2 separate regions of the Oncorhynchus mykiss genome follow, and region 2 is linked to region 1. The links are chromatin contacts, called in public Hi-C maps. All regions are on one chromosome and are shown on one strand. Each heading gives the region's core, a stretch centred on a gene start, on an enhancer-like site or on the middle of the called end of the contact. The rest is flanking DNA. Distances are from core to core; before and after follow the strand shown.

Region 1 (2,824 bases), core at 248-2,747:
ATTCAACACTCAAATTTTTGTTCAGTTTCTTATTTTGTCAGAGCCCTGACCAAGTTATAAAAAAGTAATAATTAATTTGAATCATGTTTACTAACTTATTACTTGGTCAAGTACAACATCACAATGCCTGATCATTGTATCTTTATCAATGGCTTGCCAAAGTCCTAAACAATTCGACTTGTGCTGTATCAAATATGTAGACATATCTTTAACGTTGGAGGCAAATGTTGTGACCGTTCAATTTTCTAATTTCTTTAACGAAACAGATCGATCTCACGTGACCTTGTGGCTTGATTGACATGCAAATACTATCGAGTAACCAAACATTCTCAAAGCATTCTGGACTAGATTTTCCAGTTCCCATGGTCTTGGCAACTCCCAAGAGTAATGTCATTATGAGCATATTTTTAATTACACATAAAACATAAGTATGCATATGGCTGATGATTAGGGAAGTGTTGTTTCTTTAGGCTACTTAACGAGAAAACTGCATGTTCTTGTCATTTCATGAAGTCCCATTTCTGGACCCCAAAGTAACTAGCTTCCTACCAAGACTAGCTAAATTGTGTAATAATGGGCCATCTTTCTCCCTTCATCAATTTTCTAAAGGACCCGTGCTGTATTCTATTTACCTCTACAAAGCCCCTCTGTTTATCTCACCGAACTAGTCGCTGTCAACATGATGACTTGCTTTATTCGCGTTTATTATGAAGAACATGATTTAGCATCAGCTGACAGCTAGCTAGGAAGCGAACGTTAGCTAACGTTACTTACTTAAGTCCTAAATCGTGTAAATGTTGCCCTATAAGTCTAATGACATCTTCCTCTGACTGAGAAAGACGTTTCTTCTTTTTCACGGAGTTTGCATCCGAAGACACGGTGTTGTTGGATGCTGCTGGGGCTGGGATACCGTCGTTGTTACTGACAGAGTTCCCATTGTTTGTTGTGGATAGTCCATTAACGTTAGTGTGAGCTTCCCCGGCGGAGGACGACTCTCCGTTTTGCGCACTGTTGTTTAGGCAGGACAGCTCCGAATCTTGACCCTGCCCTGCCCCGTTGGCCTGCATGTTATTAATGTTGATGTGGGCTACACTGTGAGGCTTGAATCGAATGATAGGAGCAACGGGTGAATTGGGAAAAGTTCAAATCCCCACAACTGTAGACAGGGCCGCTGACCCAATTGCAGCCCCAAGCCCCCCTGCTCCCTCCGCCACCGAAGCTCGGTATTTCTTTCGCAGTGGCGGCGACGCTCCGACGGTTTCTGAGTCGGAGGAAGCGGAGGCCAGAGTTAATTCTCCGAGGGTGTTGGTGACAGAATGATGTAAAGTTGGGGCTAGCAAAGGTGTCAGAGACGAGACAATAACTCGTTTTATCGCTGAGCTTCTCTTGTTATTGTTGCTCTCCAGACAGCTGCAGACCCATTATGGATATTGAGACGCGGTGACGTCACCGGAAATTCCGACACTCCCTTGTGTCCGGGTAGTCCATAGGTGGTGCCCTTGAAGATCATACTGAACTGTTTGTTTCACAAGTTAATATACCTTTTTAAATGTATATGTATTTGTTTTATATTTTAATTGTTTAATTATCTCTCGGGAAAAATATAACTTGTTTAATATAAATCTTCAGTTTAAACAATAACATCGCCCGTCCTGTATGTAACCACGGTAGCCAAACGCAACCACTCTCAAATTCATAGAGCTATGTCTGCATGGACTGACCATCCATGACGTCAAAATTATAGAATTAACCAGTTGAGGCTGTACAGCTTTTGTTTCAAATTACATTGTTTACAAACACTGGAGTAAAACAGCTTATATTTTCAGTTCTGATGGAGTATGACAATTGACCTAAGATCATGAGACAATATGTTATATTCTTCAATAATCAATGGATTATTATTATATATACCATTAATTTAAGTCTAAAAATGGAAGTTCAATTGCAGGTTGCCCCTCTAAGTTTTTTTCAAGGTACATCAAAAAGGGGAACTCTTCTCAGTAAGCAAAATGAATTCAAATGTATTTTCAACATATTGTGCTCATTGGGTTCTGCAATTTCTGCATGCAATGGATCAGACATCACACTCTCACACATATGCAACAACTTTATGCTATCCAAAGAGGAGACAACAGACCTACCCAAAACACACTGAATAAAGAAAGTATTAGAGACAATGGTTTAAATTCTTTTTTTTTATCAATACACTTGAAAATGACAAATCATTTAAATTAAATACATTATTAACTTAACTTTAAACTCAAACACAAATAGTTTACAGACCATTCAAAGTGCCATTTTATTCCCAAGCCTGAGGTTCTTTAAAATACAAATCGAGAAACAGCAAAGACCTGCATTTTGGCCACATTTTCAGGGACCAAAGCCATTCCTTCAACATTGGCACTTTTACATTGGTTTAAAAAAAGGAAATCTGTCCCTGACATCTGCAATAAATTAATTTAATGAACAGTAAACTGTATGTACAACTCAGACTCATTAGTCCTTTATCCCTTCACTTTAAATATAATCTCAGAATGAATGAAACTTAGTTATAAAAATATTAATTAAAGGGCCAGCAATGTTTTAATTTGTGTTAGGGGCAAGCGAGGGTAGCGGGTTGTAGAAGAATAAACTATTGCACTTTCATCCAATTTTGGAGAAAAGACACTGATGGGGATACAATACGAGCAAAATAAACATACCCGCATCTGCAATACTGTTCACCTTACATACAGTCAAACAAACAAACATATGGTGCTTTGAAAAAGTACGTTTGCACATTTTTCATACTGAATTTGATCAGATCTTCAACCAAAACCTAATA
Region 2 (2,776 bases), core at 15-2,514, 180 kb after region 1:
TCTAGGGTGCAAGTCAACTCCAGCTGAATTGATCTTAGGCCATTTCTGTTATCAGGCAATCATCTATCTGATTTCAATAACCAGCATCAGTTTAAGACCGGTTTTCATTAAAGCAAGAAATTGACATACAGGTAGGTACATCCAAAAACAATCAAGTAGGACTATGCACACAAACATTTACAGACATGAAAAAACACACAGTACCTGTTTCTTCCTCTCCAGATTCTCCTTCTTCTCCTTCTCCTTCATTTTGTCCAGCTGTTTGTTCTTCAGCAGGATGCTGGGTTTGCTCTCCGGTGTCTTCTTCTGCAGAATCTTGGCCATGGCCTCCGCCCATCCAGCATTGGGGTTGGTGTCTACATCATCTACTTCCCTGTTGCCTTCACCATCTTCTTTCTCCCCTTCACTCTCCCCATCCTCCTCTTCACTTCCTTCAACCTCTGATCCCTCTCCATCGCTCCCTCTGTCAGAATCATCACTCTCAGCGCTGTGGTCCTCCTGGGGCTCTTCTGATGTGTGAAAACAAGGCATTTATCATATTGTCTTATACAAATAATAGCTAGGCCTAATCGGTTGCAAATTCAAAACAATTTAGCTCTGCCACTTCATATCTAGCTTAACCTAATAGACATTTAACACCCTCTAATATTATCATTATTCATGCTTCTCTGTAAAACACTAGCTACAATCTATTGATTCATTAACTATTAACTATATTAACTATTGATTCGATCAAATGTGTGGCTTACAGACAGCTTTCTAGCCAATTATCTAAGTTAGCTCCATATGTTAGCCAAGTTACATCGCATAGTCTAGCTAACGTTAATGCCGTTTGACGTTTCAAATGCAGAGTGAAGACGAATGAAAGCAAGTACTGTAGCTAGCTAGTTAGTTGATCTGTACTTAACTTCATAGGGTTTAATGTAAATGTAACTTTTTAGATACCTAACGCTAGCCAACTATGCCTAACGTGCAGCCATATATTATCTGATCATGCTAGTGCCAATGCTATAGCTAGCCTAGCTACCAGCTTGGGTCTGGGAGAGACAAACGATACAAGGTTAATCATCTCGCTAGCTGGCTACTTCTTTTGAACAATTCTAAGAAAAATACTTCGTGTACCTAACATCCCTGCTGAGTTCTCCACATGTGCCTTTTCCACAGATGCCATTATTGTGCAGCACTGAAACTACTCCGTGAATAAAGTTCCGTTCCGTGTAAAAAGTTCCCACTTGACTTGACCTTAGTCCAAAGGCCGGCAGATGGCGATATTGAGCCGTTTCCTCTTACCGCCCAAAGGGAACACATGCAGCCAGCTATACACTTGTATCCTTAGTGGACCGGTTCATACATAAAACATTCTCCAATCCGACTACAAAGGCGTCGATTTTCCTCCTTAACTAAATTTTATGGATAAAAAGCTGTGAAAGCTGGTAAAATATACATACTTTCTTTATGAAACACCATTTCCACCACCTTGCTAGTGGCTAATGCCTAGGAATGCTAGATCCGGATGTTGCGAATCACGTTCACCCATTCAGGTTGCAGCAGTCTGTTGTTTACCCCTGGCTGAACGAGGGGTGCAACATCAGGAAGTAGCATTAGCCACTCTAGCATGGTGGTGGAAAATGGTGTTTCATAAAGAAAGTATGCAGCCTGAATGGAGAATGTTTTATGTACGAACCAGTCCACAAGGGATATTAGTGTATAGCATACTTCAATATCGCCATCTGCCGACCTTTAGGGTAACTTGACTGAAAATGATCATGGGTTGACTTGACTGACTCCGTGATATTTTTAGCTACACAAAAAGAACTGCCTGCATGCCACCCTGAGGGTCTTTTACTGTTCCAAACACACACACACAATTTTGTCAAGTATATTGCACAATCCAGATGTGCACAGCTCTTTGGGATTTACTCAAAAAGACTTACAGCTTTAATCACTGATTACGGTGTTTATAACATGTTTTGACTCGGGATGCATATTTATCCAATCAATATGTATTATTGTTTTATCTTTTTATGAATTTCTATGTTAGAATAATTTTTCCACTTTAAAATGTTTCTGCTTGGAATATTTTGTGTAGATCATGAAAAAAATCTAAATTAAATCAATTTGAATCCACTTTGTAACACAATGAAATGTGAAAGTCCAAGGGGGTAATACCTATAGGCACTGTAGGTTAATAACGTAAACATATATTATGTTTTGTACTTTCTTAAACCGGTGGACTGTGAATATGTGAGAAAATGTATAGACGACTATAACCACAGACGTTGTTTGGTTCAGATTTGGTCCGGTCTGGACCGGCCCTGATTTGGCCCAAACATAGACTTGCCTAGGGTTGGTTCCGATTTGGTCCTGCCTGACAGAATTGGGTCTTGTTAAGGGCTAGAGCACATTAAAAAAATACCCAGAGTGCTTTGCAAGTGTTCATTTTTGTATTTACATGGTGGTCATTTAGCAGACGCTTTTATTGAGAGCAATTTACAGTCAGTAAATTGGATCCAGGTGCGTCTGTCGTCACTGTCACAGCTGCAACCTAACTATTTAACATTACTGAGTGAGTAGTTATTGTACATCGACTGTGAATTTAACTATGAACATTGAACTATGATTACTGCTCCATTGTTACTGATATTGTGTGCCACTGGTGTGCTGTTTATTGGCGTGAGTGTCGTTTACCATTTGTGTTCACATGCCCTTACCTGAGGTCCTCCTGTGTGTTTCAGTCTCTAAGCAATGATGCCACCGCTGCTGATTCCTTGCCTCT

Evidence for each region. A called contact is a pair of places that touch in the nucleus more often than the background predicts.
Region 2: a contact with region 1 is called in a Hi-C map of liver, with 5 times the contacts expected there. The contact joins the promoter of rrp15 here to the promoter of LOC110490115 in region 1. A contact is called at or near these places in 2 of 3 Hi-C or Micro-C datasets (blood and liver).

The regions. Positions count from the first base shown.
Region 1 is chr2:43,054,772-43,057,595 of USDA_OmykA_1.1, forward strand. LOC110490115 (WD repeat-containing protein 26) reads right to left here and starts at 1,498. Exons shown (of 14, transcript XM_021563298.2): 1 at 775-1,498. The coding sequence starts at 1,067. LOC110490105 (adenylate cyclase type 3) reads right to left here. Exons shown (of 21, transcript XM_036949002.1): 21 at 2,181-2,824.
Region 2 is chr2:43,235,554-43,238,329 of USDA_OmykA_1.1, forward strand. It overlaps rrp15 (RRP15-like protein), which reads right to left and starts at 1,265. Exons shown (of 5, transcript XM_021563355.2): 1 at 1,123-1,265; 2 at 205-509. The coding sequence starts at 1,171.